Linked DNA regions of Pan troglodytes: region 1 is linked to region 2. Evidence: chromatin contacts called from public capture Hi-C data. All regions are on one chromosome and are shown on one strand. Each heading gives the region's core, a stretch centred on a gene start, on an enhancer-like site or on the middle of the called end of the contact. The rest is flanking DNA. Distances are from core to core; before and after follow the strand shown.

The links. Capture Hi-C pulls out chosen DNA fragments and counts their contacts.
Region 1: a contact with region 2 is called in a capture Hi-C map of stem cell-derived neural stem cells, with 6 times the contacts expected there. The contact joins two enhancer-like sites. A contact is called at or near these places in 4 of 7 Hi-C or Micro-C datasets (blood, induced pluripotent stem cells and stem cell-derived neural progenitor cells) and 1 of 1 other capture datasets (stem cell-derived neural stem cells).

What each region holds. Positions count from the first base shown.
Region 1 is chr9:59,521,955-59,525,272 of NHGRI_mPanTro3-v2.0_pri, forward strand. No RefSeq gene overlaps it. Among named protein-coding and RNA genes, the nearest start is that of APLNR, 12 kb to the left of the region's middle. Within about 2 kb of position 1,392, at least 4 of the 24 cell types and tissues checked have an H3K27ac peak or open chromatin away from gene starts, as enhancers often do. A contact at or near this core is called in stem cell-derived neural stem cells, where this site is marked.
Region 2 is chr9:59,397,370-59,400,765 of NHGRI_mPanTro3-v2.0_pri, forward strand. No RefSeq gene overlaps it. Among named protein-coding and RNA genes, the nearest start is that of LRRC55, 55 kb to the right of the region's middle. Within about 2 kb of position 1,747, at least 5 of the 24 cell types and tissues checked have an H3K27ac peak or open chromatin away from gene starts, as enhancers often do. A contact at or near this core is called in stem cell-derived neural stem cells, where this site is marked.

The DNA.
Region 1 (3,318 bases), core at 142-2,641, 120 kb after region 2:
TTCACATAGGCTCACAGCTATGATGATAAAAAGATAATTTGTAAAACCAGCATGTTTGTAATTACTCATTGACCTGTAGACATGAAGATCAAGCTATGAATAACTCCACAATAACAGCAATAACAATACTAGTAAATAATACTAGTAACTATTTACAATAGCAAAGACTTGGAACCAACCCAAATGCCCATCAATGATAGACTGGATAAAGAAAATGTGGCACATATGCACCATGGAATACTATGCAGCCATAAAAAAGAATGAGTTCATGTCCTTTGCAGGGACATGAATGAAGCTGGAAACCATCATTCTCAGCAAACTAACACAGGAAGAGAAAACCAAACACAGCATGTTCTCACTCATAAGTGGGAGTTGAACAATGAGGACACATGGACACAGGGAGGGGAACATCACACACTGGGGCCTGGTGGGGGGTGGAGGGCAAGGGTGGGAGAGCATTAGGACAAATACCTAATGTATGCAGAGCTTAAAACCTTGATGATGGGTTGATAGGTGCAGCAAACCACCATGTCACATGTATACCTATGTAACCAACCGGCATGTTCTTCACATGTATCCCAGAACTTAAAACAAAATTATTAATAATAATAATAATGGCTCTTATTTATTAAGTGCTTACTCCATGTCAGCAGGCACTGTTCTAGTGAAGGACCACGATTTAAAAAGTAAACCCTGGAAGCAAAAATAGCTGGTTTCAAATACTAGTTCTGCTAGTATATGAAGCCTCAGTTTCATCAACTATAAAATAGGGGTAACCGTATACAGCATTGTCAGAATTATGAGATAATAGGCTTAGATACCAGACAGGTCCATGCCTGGCACAGGGGAAATGCTCAGTTAATATTTTCTGTTACAATCATCTCATTTAATCCCCACAATAACCCAATGGGTAGAGAGGATCAATAGTGATAAATGGGAATGATAATATTCCCAGTTTACAGATGCAGAAACTGAGATGCGAAACAATAAGAAACTTGTCTAAGCCCCTCCATTTCTCAGTATTGGAGATGGGATTCGACCTAGGAGGGCTGATTTGAGGATCTGCAGTCTTAGCTACCATGGTAGACAGTTCTTAATCTTAAACAGTTTGTAAAGTCATATTTTTTTCTTGTTCTTCTTCTTTAATGATACTTTCCATCTTAGTTCCTTGAAGTGTGGAACGTGCCTGCCCTGCCTGCCCGAGGCTTTGACAGAAGCCAGTGGGATAGTCAACAGCTTTGTGTGAGCACAGAGAGAGGTAGCTGCCCCAGATGCAGCGGGGCTCTGCTGATGAATGAACCATCAGTCCCACGGGTCCCACAGGTATCCAGCGGCAATCTACCCTTGCCAAGAAGGCACGACACTAGTGCTACAGCATCTCCCACTCTTAGGACTGCTCGGGGCCTAAGGATGGTTGGGGAGGTGGAAAGAAGAACTGGACATGGGTGAGCCAGCTCAAGCACAGAGCTGCCTCCTGAGCCTGGCTGTTTGGCTGCTGTGCCTCTGATGGCTCGGTGATGCTGACCTCTGGTGGAGATGAGCTGCTACTCAGCTTTGACCTCCCCCTGAGCACCAGGAGTCCCAGCACTGGCTTCCAGCCCCGCCACCGGGATGCAGACCCAGCAGCCTGAGACCCCAGAGGGCGCACCTAAGCCCAACCTCTCTCCTTATTCCAGGGCTCTGTGGTATCTGGAATTGTCTACCCTGGAACCTTATGGCTCAGGGGCTAGAAGAACCTTTAGCAAAAGGAACTTACCCAGCTGATGATTCTGACGCTGAACAGGCGCTAGAACCCAGCACAGGTCCCAGTCTCTTGCAGAATTAAGGCCTCGGCCTCTCCACCTAGTTCAGTGTTTTGAGCTACGCATTCTCTTCTGACATGTGATTACACCGCACTGTAATAATACATATTATGATACTGATATAGAAAAAGAAATGTTCTTGTCTAATTATTTTCTGTTTGGGTGGTGCAGAAGTAAAACCAAGAGACGTTGAATCATCCTCAGTATTATTCATCACTCTTCCTCAAGCATGTCACTCTGTAAAGACAACATATGAAAGGGAAAATGTTACCCTGTTTTATTAAGGAAAATTATGGACTAGAAAAAGACTGCTTTTTTTTTTTTTTTTTTTTTTTTTTTTTTTTTTTTTTTAATAAGCTGACATTATCAATGTCAGAGAAAAGTTGAGCCAAGTCCCTGGGGGCAGGAATCTCATTGCTGAGCACCCAGCGCCACCTTGTGGCTGCTCACAGGACAGCGATTCCAGCTTCCACTCATTTCTCTACCCACCACTAAAAACATTTATTGAGCATTTCTTATGTTCCCTTTCACCTGTTTCTCTGCTGAGCCTCTTATCTGAATCTTTTATCTCAATGAACTTTGCACTGAAATCTCTTTCTATACACTCACTAATTTTAGCATGGGAAAAAGGGTGGCTACACTGTTGAGTTGGCCCACATAAGAAGGTGTCCATGGAGATATTCTTTATGCATGAGCCCTCCCAGTTATTCCAATGTCAGCCCTGGGACCCTGAAGGTCACTCACAGATTTAATTAGACAAATCTCTTAAAATACGTGTGTATATTTTCCTTTCCCTCTTTCTCTTTCTGGAAATACGTTTTCCTGTTTCTCAGGCAGCAGCCACTCTGTTAAGACAGGGGAACTTCAGCACAGACAGGTTGTGGGGGACACAGCTAATTAGTGACCGAGCCAGAGCTGGGGCTTCAGGGCTCTGTGACTTACTCAAAAAATGTCCACTAAGTCCTTCCTCTGTAGGGGACCCTATGCTAAGCTCAATGGTAAATCAAAACCCCACCCAGGATTCTGCCCTCGAAAGATAGAGCCTTGTCAGGGAGAGAGGCATCTACTAAAGAATGATGTAAAAAAGTAAAGCTGTAACTGTGCAAAGTATTACAAGGAAAGCTATGTCCACAGACAGGATTTTTAGAGTCTGACTTTTAGAGACTTCAAAGGACTGAAAATATCATGGCCCCCTCCATAATCTATTTTAAGTGAAAACAAACAATTTAAAGATAGGTGTAAAGAAATCCCCAAAAGCCTTATTTTTCCCATAATGACATCTTTGAAAGTATTTTATGCTAAAAGGAATCAAATAGCATGTTATGAAAAATTGGGAGTGACCCTGTTTCTCTAATGCCTGAAAGAGATGTTTAGCCAGCCTGTTGGGGAATCCAAGAGTGGATACATATATAATAGGAGTTTGACCTAGTCAGGAAAATTTGGAAAGACTTTCCTAAGAAAATGGTAACAGTACTGAGAGCTACAGGATAAGAAGCAGAAAGGTGAAAACCATGAC
Region 2 (3,396 bases), core at 497-2,996:
CTTTTTTTCTTTATTTGCTTATCTTTCTCTCTCTCTTTTTCACTCTCTTTCATTACATTGTCATTCAGTTTGTTTTCAAAGCATTCTCTCTGCAAATGAGCTCTTCCTGTTGTACTACATACATCCCATTACCCAAGATGGCCCCTTCAGATCTCAATTCTAGATCGTCTGAGAAGGTCAAGACACACAGCAAGCTAAACAATTTTCTCTGCAACCCAATTCCAAATTTTCTGGGGAGGGTATGATTGGGCCAGCCCAGGTTCTGGGTTGTTCTCCTGAGCCAGGTACCCACTGCTTGCCCAATCAGCTGTGACTAGAGAATAAGAAATATTCCCTAAGAACATGGACTAGAGTCCATTTCTGCTTACATGGGATGGGGAGAGCAAGGCAGAAGAACTGTTCTCAGATTATACGGTGGGAGCTGGATGAGTTCCCGAAAGGCTGCCTGCTGCACGTGATCTTTAGGGCTTTCTTCCACCATGAAATTCTCTATTCAAGAAGTTTTAATGATGACTTGGCTTCACCCTGCCCACCCCCTCCATTTCTCAAACACAAATGCAAACAGGCAGGAGAAAGGAACTTGAGGCAGTGCCTGGCTCTGCTCCTCAGTTACGGAAGCTGGGCCCTAGGGTGTGGTGTTTCCTCCCAGAAGAAGTATGGGATGGAAGTGGTATTATCTTCAGCCTAAGCAAGGAAGCACAACCTCGGCAATTTCCTGGAACTTGCCCTCAGCTAATTAGCACTTTCACCCATCAGCCTCAGCTCAGCCCCAGAGTTAACCCTTTACCCGCCTCCATCAATCCTCGTGCCTCAGATTTCTCAAATCCCCTGCCCACCTCAAACACACACACAAATGTGTAGCGGGAATGGAACAGGGCTCTGCTCAGGCCATTGGCCTGAGTCCATCATCCACATTGCCTACATAGAGGACTTTCTATTAAATAAAATGAAAAAAAAAGGTCATTGTGGTACTCCCCTGCTCCAAACCCTTCTCTGCATCCCCTCTATCAACAGGACATGGGTCCTTGACTTGGGCTAGAAGATCCTGCAGACACAGCCCTGTATATCCCACTAGACTTGTCTCAGGCTCCTCTACAGTAGACATAGCCCATGTTTCAGCCTTCACTGAATTGTCTGCAGTTCCCTAACTCGCAGTATGATGTTCCCATCTCTGCACATTGCTACATGCTCCTCCTCCCACTTGAACTGCACCTCTTCTCCTCAGCCGCTCATGGCTATGCCCCTGCCTCTGCGGTGGCACTATGGCACCAGGAGGAAGTTATGTGGGTTCATGTCTGCTCTCTGTATTGAGCTTTTAATTCCTTAAAAGCAAGGACTCTGCTCTGCTCAGGGCCATATATCCAGGGCTGAGGGGAGTGTTAGTGCATCACAAAATGCTTGAAGGAAGAACACAAGAGAGAATGCAAATGAGAAGAACAGGAAAGAAACAGGGAAGGAAGAAATCTTCCTCCCCCTTAACAATGTCCCTGACCTGCTGTGAAAACAAAGGCAGGTGGTTCTCGGACAGAGCATACTTCTTCGATCAGTCCTAGGCTTTACAGCTTTCAGAACCCATTCATACACAAAAGCTCATTTGATCCTCATACATCCCTGTTAGGCGAACAGCGATTGCCCCCATTTTACAAAGAGGAAAGACAAAAGCTAGAGAAGTGAAGTGACTTGAAAGAGCACCAGCGAGTCTCGGCATTCAGAGCCGAGGGGATTCCTTCCCCGCAAGAGGATGCTTTCCTGGTCAGCAGAGATCAACTGTGCAAGGGGCTGGGGGTCTCTGAAGTGTCCCAGGCTGGCTTAGCCTGGAGGTGATCCCACTTTGAGCAGCCACCCAGGAGCTGGTGTCCCCACTCACTGCCCAGTTCCTACCACAGTACAAGCATCATATTATTTCCCTGGGTCGAACAGCCTGACGCCAGCTCAGCTTCCTTCTGGCCCCTGTCTCTGTCCTACATCTGGGGAGACAGTGAATAATCCTTCCTTTCTTTCTGGAGGTTGTTGCCTTCAAGGTATTTATAGACTGCTCCTGGCCCCGCTGAGGCATCTTTTCTCTCCTGTTTAAATTTAGCTGCCTTTGTCTTCTTCCCCTGACTTATCTGCTGATCCTGCCTGGATTTCCTCTCCTGCCTTTGTTCTCCCTGTGTTTGTTCCACATCGTCTCTCATCTGCTGAGCCCAACGATCTCACCAAAGAGTTTCTCTGAAGCCTTATATAACTTTCTCCTCCGTGCTCAGACCTCTCCAACAATCCTCTCTCTGCCCACTCTTCACTTTCTCTTGCAGCAAGTTTCACCTTTATCTTCTCTCAATCCAGTCCATTTGCAAAAAGGGAAAACTGGCATGGCCAATTTGCAAACAGCCAGAACAAAAGACTTTTCGATCTTGTCTGCCATTTTTACTTTTAAAGGCTCCTGGTTTTGACATGTCTAACTTGAGTCGCACATCTCAGAATCATTTTGTCTTATGTGTGTGTAGACGTGTCAAAGTCTTGGGCATCTTTGTTCTTTTAAAACTGACCATAAGACAGTTCTTCTCTTAGCACCGGAAAGAGCAATTGCTCTCAAAATCCAGAGGAGGAAAGTGCACTGTTTTGCCTGTAATAACATTTAATAGCTATAAGGTAGATCGAGATGAGATGTCCCACCTCTAAATCATACAGGGTTCTCTGATCCTAAGGGCTCCAGGCTTAGGCAGGTCAATAAATGAAGCAGGCCTGACCACAGATATTAGGCACCTGCAGCATGTACACAGTAAAGGCAGTAGCATATCTCATCATTCAGGTCTTCTGATTTGTTCCAGACACATCAAAAATCTGGACTTTTAAATAATGGCAATTAATGCAAAATTTTTAAAAATGTTATATGATCAGAATAGAACACAGACCACAAGTTGTGGCCCCCGCACAACCCCATCCATCCTCCGCTTTAGATGTCAGTCATCCTTGCTCCCCGCCACCTCCCTAGCCATGGCTTATAGACCAAGTGGCCCTTCCAGATTCATTTAGCATTTCTATTGCACTCAGTCTTACAGCTTCATTTCCACTCCTCTGCTATTCTTAAAACTGGATTCTGGGCCAGGAGCGGTGGCTCATGCCTATAATCCCAACATTTTGGGAGGCCAAGGCGGGTGGATAACCTGAGGTCAGGAGTTTGAGACCAGCCTGGCCAACATGGTGAAACCCCATCTTTACTAAAAATACAAAAATTAGCCGGGCGTGCTGGCATGTACCTGTAGTCCTAGCTACTCAGGAGGCTGAGGTAGGAAAATTGCTTGAACCCAGCAGGAGGAGCTTGCAGTGAGCCAAGATCACGCCACTGCACTCCAGCATGGGTGACAGAGGGAGACTCTATCTCAAAAAAAATAAAAAGTTTAAAAATTTAAAAAA